Regions from separate parts of the Macaca mulatta genome. Here region 2 is linked to region 1. A link is a contact called in public Hi-C data. All regions are on one chromosome and are shown on one strand. The core of a region is the stretch at or near the end of the contact, and the rest is flanking DNA. Distances in the headings are between cores, read along the strand shown. Region 1 holds the start of DONSON (DNA replication fork stabilization factor DONSON). Region 2 holds the start of TMEM50B (transmembrane protein 50B).

Region 1 (3,216 bases), core at 478-2,977:
GTCTTCGCGCCCATTTCCTTGCCTCCAACGCGAGGACTTTCCACCCCCGATTCACAGCTGGCTCAACCCATGACAGAGCCCCTTGGCGGCCAGGCTACAAGACACTCACCGGGCCCGGCGCCTCCGGCTGCTCGCGGGCCGGCCCGTCGGGGGGCTCCGCGGCGACCCGCGGTCGGTTGTCCAGGCGGGCGAAAGGGTTCCTCCGGGCAGGGGCCGGGCCGCCGCCACCGCCTCTGCCCCCCGCGGCAGGGAAAGGGCGAAGGTGCAGCCCCGCCGCCAGGGCGGCTCGGCGGGCCGCCGGCTCCGGCAGCTCACGGGGCGGGGAGGCGGCAGCTCCACGGCTCCGGGCCCTCTTCCGTCGGAGCCGCACTACCTCGGGCGGCTTTCGGAAGCTGGGTGAGTAGCAGGGAACCGATAGGGCCATGACGCGAGAAGGCTGAGGACTGCCGGCCGCTCCGCAGAGCCTTCCCGCGCTCGCCGGGCCCGCCCCCGACGTGGCGCCGCGCCTCGCTCCAGTCCCCGACGCGGCCCCGCCCCGCCCCGCCCCGCCCCGCCCCGCCCCCGCCGGTTCCTAGCGGAGCATGCGCAGCTGGCAGCCCGCGAGACCCAGCCCACGGCCGCGATCCCCGGAGGCCGTCAACTCCCACTGTCCTAGCGGTGACCCTGCCCTGGCGCTTCTGCCGGGTCCTCGACAGGAGTCCAATCGCCAGGTTCAGCGACGCTTCTGGAAAGCGTGCGATCCAGGGCGCTGATGTGCACTACCCTGTGGGGCACCGAAATAGCTGAACGCTATTTAAGCCCGCAGCAGGGATGTGATCAGCCCAGGGTTTGGCGCCTGGATGAAAAGGAAACAAACTTGAGCTGCGGCCATGGGCTGCTGCTTCCACAAACTTGAGAGAGGGCAGTGGCTGCTGCTCTCAATAGGCAAGGAGAGGGGACTAGGCCACCTTCCTCAACCCCCAAATAGAGAACTCAGATAAGACGTCAGCACGCTTCCTATGCCAGCGCAGCCTCCCGACAACCTCCCTTCCCCCTTCCCAGTGCCTGGTCATCTCAGCCTTCCAGGCAGCGGCCACTGGCAAGTTAATGAGATCCTCTTCTTTGATCCTGGGGAAAGCCGGAGTGAATGAATAGTTGAAAACACAAAATTTAAGTGCCTATGGGCTAGGTCCTTTAAGACTTCAAAATATACTCAAATGCTTAAATGATGACAGCAAAGACTTAAGGAAGGTGTTGAGAACGGAGTTGACAGAAAATTAATACGTTACTTTGATAGCTTAGCAAAGGCCTGCAACAGCTTTATCAATAGAGTAGTGTGGCTTTTGCTGAAAGCAGTTTTCTTCATGGAAGGAATTTTATAGCAGGGGCAAAATATATAGAAATAATGAAAAGGCCTTTAGAAAATTCCCTTAAGATGTTAATTATAGAATTATCTTGATCATTTGCACAAGAATTTTTCAAACACTTTTCAAATGTGTCAACTGAGCATCTTGTCTTAGCAGGGAAACGTGCTTAAAAATACAACTTGCTTTTCTCTTCCTTGGTTTTTCTCAACAATTTCCAAATAAAATTTTGGCTTCAAATACTGGAATACGTTCATCCGATTGAAGTCTGAGAAAGAAGAAAATTAAAATTGAACAACTTGCTTTTTTCTTCCTTGATGTTTCTGAACAGCTTCCATGGAAACTTTTGCCTCATACAGTGGAATGGGTTCATCCAACTGAGGTCTGAGAAGGAATGAAATTAGAAATGTCAGGTCAAGTTAAAGTAGAACAAATGGGGTGGTATATGACAAATCCTAGTGCTCAAATCTATTACTTTATTAATTTTTTGAGGCAGACTCTGGCTCTGTTGCCCAGGCTGGAGTGCAGTGGCACGATCTCAGCTCACTGCAACCTCTGCCTCCCAGGTTCAAGCGATTCTCATACTTCAGCCTCCTGAGTAGCTGGGATTACAGGTATGCACCATCAAGCCTGGCTAATTTTTGTATTTTTAGTAGAGATGGGTTTCACCATGTTGGCCAGGCTGGTCTTGAACTCCTGGCCTCAAGTGATCCGCCTACCTCAGCCTCCCAAAGTGCTGGGATTACAGGCATGAGCCACTGCACCCAGCCTCAAATCTATTACTTTAAGTAATTCAAACAAATTTGTCCATTAGTGTTTCCAATGTTAAAAGTGGTTAAGTTTTGAAGGAAAAAAAATTATCTTCTTTATTTACTACCTCTTTTTTTTTGAGACGGAGTTTCTCTCGTTGCCCAGGCTGGAGTGCAAAGGTGAGATCTTGGCTCACTGCAACCTCCACCTCCCAGGTTCAAGCAATTCTCCTGTCCCAGCCTCCCCAGTAGCTGGAATTATGGGTGCTTGCCACCAGGCTCAGCTAATTTTTGTATTTTTAGTAGAGACAGCGTTTTGCCATGTTGGCCAGGCTGGTCTCGAACTCCTGACCTCAGGTGATCCACCCGCTTCAGCCTCCCAAAGTGCTGAGATTACAGGGGTGAGCCACTGCGCCCGGCCTACTCCCTCTTTTATAAGTGATAAACATTCAACTTTAAACAAATATACCATGGTTTTCTCTCCTTCAAGCTATTGGTTATTTCAAGTTGCTTTGGGAGGGGTGATGAGGAAAAGCAAAGGGTGAGGTACACTATATAATGGAGTGAGGAAAACTCACAAGCCACTTCTATTTCTGGGAGTACCTACTGGTGTGCCACCAGATACACTTTGATAAATATTAAAGAGCAGCTATTTATCTAAATGAAATATAAGGTCAGTAAAAAAGTAATTACAGTTTCTGCCACTACTTTCAATGGCAAAAACCACAATTATGTTTGCACCAACCTAATAATAAAATATGGAGGCAACAGGCACATGGCGAGAGCTAAAACAAAAGTGGGACTGCCTGCCTTAGCTCCTTGAAAATAGAAAAACAACAATGATTTGGTTACTTTAGCGTACCTGAAAACACCAGTTGATAACTTCTCCATCACATCCTTTAAGATACGTAGCTGGAAGGATTGTTAAGGTGGCAATGTAAAGGAGAATTAAATAAAACCATTCAATAAACAGAGGATGCCAGGCAGATCACTTTCTCTTGTTTCAAGTTTTGTACTCTCAGAGATTCAACATGTTAAGTTAGAGAAATTCTGGAGGACGTCAAGTTTAGCTCCACAGCAGGGAAGTGATTTGAGAGTTGGTGGTGTAACAGAGCCTAAATTTC
Region 2 (3,216 bases), core at 514-3,013, 100 kb before region 1:
AGGCGAGCAGATCACTTGAGGTCAGGAGTTCAAGACCAGCCTGGCCAACATGGTGAAACTCCCTCCCTTCTAAGAGTATAAAAATTAGCCGGACATGGGGGCAGGCGCCTGTGATCCCAGCTAGTCGGGAGGCTGAGACTGTAAAATCCCTTTAACCCTAGAGGCATGGGTTGCAGTGAGCAAAGATCGCGCCACTGCACTCCAGCCTAGGCGACAGCAACAGTACTTGCAGCCTGGTCAACGAGTGAGACCCTGTCTCCAAAAAAAAAAAAAAAAAAGGAAAATGAGGATAAAATAAGATAAATTCTTTACCTTGGCCCCCAGAAGTGAATTCAGAATTCAGAAAAGACTAGCCAGTGTAAAGCCGCCATAACCCTAGTTGACAGAGAGGAGGGATTGGGGTGGCGAGTGGGGAGGCTGTGTCTCTGGAAGAAGAAATATACGTCCCCACCTCAGTCTGATTAAACCTGCTTTTCCAGCGCGATCAATATTCAAGGTAACTTTTGGTTTGCCTTTCAAGAAAGAAGTCTTGCACCACTATCCTCAGTTTAAAAAAAAATGTTTAATGTTTGCTCTACGTTTGAAATGCATGCAGGTTTAAAAGACGAGAAGAGACAAAATGATGAAAAAGTGTGACCGGCCTGAGAGTTCAGAGCCTCTGGAAGTGTCAAGGGATCCACAGTGCAGGTAGGATGAAGAGTCTGAGAGGGGAGGTGGGATCCTCCGAAAAGAGAAAGTCTGGTCTTGGAGCGCGACGATGCAGATGCCACTTCCCTCCCATCCCGTCCCATCAGAGGCCTCCACTCCCTGCCCCTCCGCACCCCCCGACCCAGGCACGCGCAGCGGGGAGCAGCCTAGCCCAGGCCGTCTCACTGCTTTGGTTTTGAAAGGTTACATATTTATTTTAGAATTTCAGCACCTTCTAACGTACTGTTTTAAGTACCTTTAACCAGCTTATCGGCCTAAAACCGAAACGGTCCTACCCGCGACTACCACTGCTCCAGTGACAATGCTCTGCTGCTACTTATTTAACGGGGCCCAAGGCTTACAATTCTCGAAAGAATGTTGTTCCCCTTCCCTTTCCCTTCCCGCCTCTGTACTTGACTCTGGTTAAGTATGAAATCAGAAAAGTGCAGAAAACACGGGCAGCTTCCTAGCAATGGTTCGGGGCAAACGAGAGGGGCGAAGAAGGGCTAGAGCTCCCCCGGGCCCCTCGCTCCGGCCCTGGGAGGGCGTCGCGGCCGCAGCAGGGCGTCCCGAAAACCGTCGCCTCCTTGCCCGCCGCCCGAGAAGGTGAAAGGCACGAGATGGAACCTCTCCAGCCCTCCCCAGGAACGCAACCTGACGGCGCGACAGAGCGGCAGGGAGGCCTCTCCGGGCTGCTTGCGGGTCGCCGCGGCGCCACGGTCACGGCCGGCCCGAAGGGAAGCGGGCAGGGGCAAGAAGGGGCGGCGGGGGTTCCGCGGGCCCGAGTCTGCAGGCCGGCGCCGAGCACAGGGAAAACCTGGCTGGGCGGCGCCACAGCCCCCCGAAGGCCGGGTCGGGCCCGACTAGGGCGCCTCCTTACGCGCGGGCGGCGGGCGCGAACCCCCTAGGGTTGCCTGGCGCCGGAGACCCGCAGACAGGACTCACCCAGCTTCCTCAAACGCTCACGCCGACTTCAGGCGCGCGCGCAGAAAGGACACTGCTGCGCCACAGCCCGGCCGGCGTCCACCGGCTCCACCTCAGCCCCGGGAGCCGGGAGCTGTAGGCCGGCGCGAGGCTAGGGCGCCCCTGAGGCGGGGCGAGGCGCCGTGCGCACTGCAGCGACCAATCGGAGCGCAGCAAGTGGCCGGCGGGGGGCGGGGCGGGACGCGAGGGGGCGGGGAGAGGGCGTTGGCTGGGCGCAGCTGGACGCCGGGCGCTGCTCAGCGACCAATCCGCGTGCAGCAAGTGGCCGGCCGGGGGCAGGGCGAGCTCCCAGCCGTGGGGTGGGGACCGCTGCTCTGCTGGGCTCCCGGAGCCGGGGTCCAGACCCAACTACCTACGGTTGGGGACAGAGTAAGACAGGCGTCTCCTATCCCCTGCGGGTGGGCGACCGCCGCCGGGTTCCCACTGCTGCGTTTCTGCACGCAGACTTGAAGTGCAGTACCGTGAGATCACGTGCGGACGGAACTCGAGACTCGGGGGACCAGGGTCTCCCTTCGCCTATGGCCGATCAGCCTTGTCTGCGAGCTGCCCAGAGTAGGGAAGGTGCTTCGGGAGGGTTCTCGAAGGAAACGGAGGGTCTTTAGAGATGCCTTTTTCTAATCCCCTCAATTCAGAAATTGAGCCCCAGAAAGTTGAAGTTAGTCAACCAGGGCTACTCAGCGACTGCTGGTTACCCGAGGTGATCCTCACAATACAACTAGTCTTCTGATTTTGTTCGGCGCTTTCCCGTCTATTCACGCAGATTTTTGTCTTTTTTTTTTTTTTGTCTTTCTTATAGTCAGATATCTTTTTGTTTGTTTGTTTGTTTTTCTTATAGTCAGGTATCTTTCAGCCTCTTGGATTTGCAACATAACTTTAACAGCCTTTGGAAGCCCCGTCTGAATTTCCTACAGAAATGCGTATAACCATTTAGTTGTTTGGGGAAAAGTTGACCTTTGTTTTTTGGGTGCTTTGTTTGTTTGTTTTGAGACAGGGTCTTGCTGTGTTGTCCAGGCTGGAGTGTAGTGGTGTGATCTTGGCTCACTGCACCCTCTTATCTCCCACGTTCAATCGATCCTTCCACTTCCGCCTTCCCAGTAACTGGGATTACAGGTGCACGCCACCATGCTTGGCTAATTTTTGTATTTTTAGTAGAGACGGGATTTCACCAGGCTGATCTCGAACTCCTGACTTCAGGTGATCCACCCGCCTTCGCCTCCCAAAATGCTGGGGTTACAAGCGTGAGCCACTGTGCCCAGCCAAGTAATTATCAATGGAAATCTAAAAAGCATTTTACTTGAGGTATAATGAAGTTAAAGGTTTTGCATCATGGAATTATCACCAAAAACGCCATCCTGGATAATGTTCTCCTATAGCTCTTATACATGGGCTAGGATCTAGGTGTTCAATAAATATGTGCTGAATAAGTTACTTTTGAAATATGTCACAATGCTGGCGTTCCACCAGAAGAGAGGATGCAGAAGGGAACACTCTCCTCTCTTTAAGAACCTTTTGAAAGGGGCGGGGGTTGCATGTACCATTTTTGTT

The links. Hi-C and Micro-C count contacts between places; a contact is called where the count stands out from the background.
Region 2: a contact with region 1 is called in a Hi-C map of CD4 T cells, with 2.5 times the contacts expected there. The contact joins the promoter of TMEM50B here to the promoter of DONSON in region 1. A contact is called at or near these places in 2 of 14 Hi-C or Micro-C datasets (CD4 T cells and liver).

Annotation. Positions count from the first base shown.
Region 1 is chr3:13,795,548-13,798,763 of T2T-MMU8v2.0, reverse strand. It overlaps DONSON (DNA replication fork stabilization factor DONSON), which reads right to left and starts at 1,727. Exons shown (of 11, transcript XM_015132987.3): 1 at 110-1,727. The coding sequence starts at 424. It overlaps CRYZL1 (crystallin zeta like 1), which reads right to left. Exons shown (of 13, transcript XM_077995803.1): 12 at 2,955-3,004; 13 at 1,149-1,727. The coding sequence ends at 1,713.
Region 2 is chr3:13,899,198-13,902,413 of T2T-MMU8v2.0, reverse strand. TMEM50B (transmembrane protein 50B) reads right to left here and starts at 1,763. Exons shown (of 7, transcript NM_001266579.1): 1 at 1,633-1,763.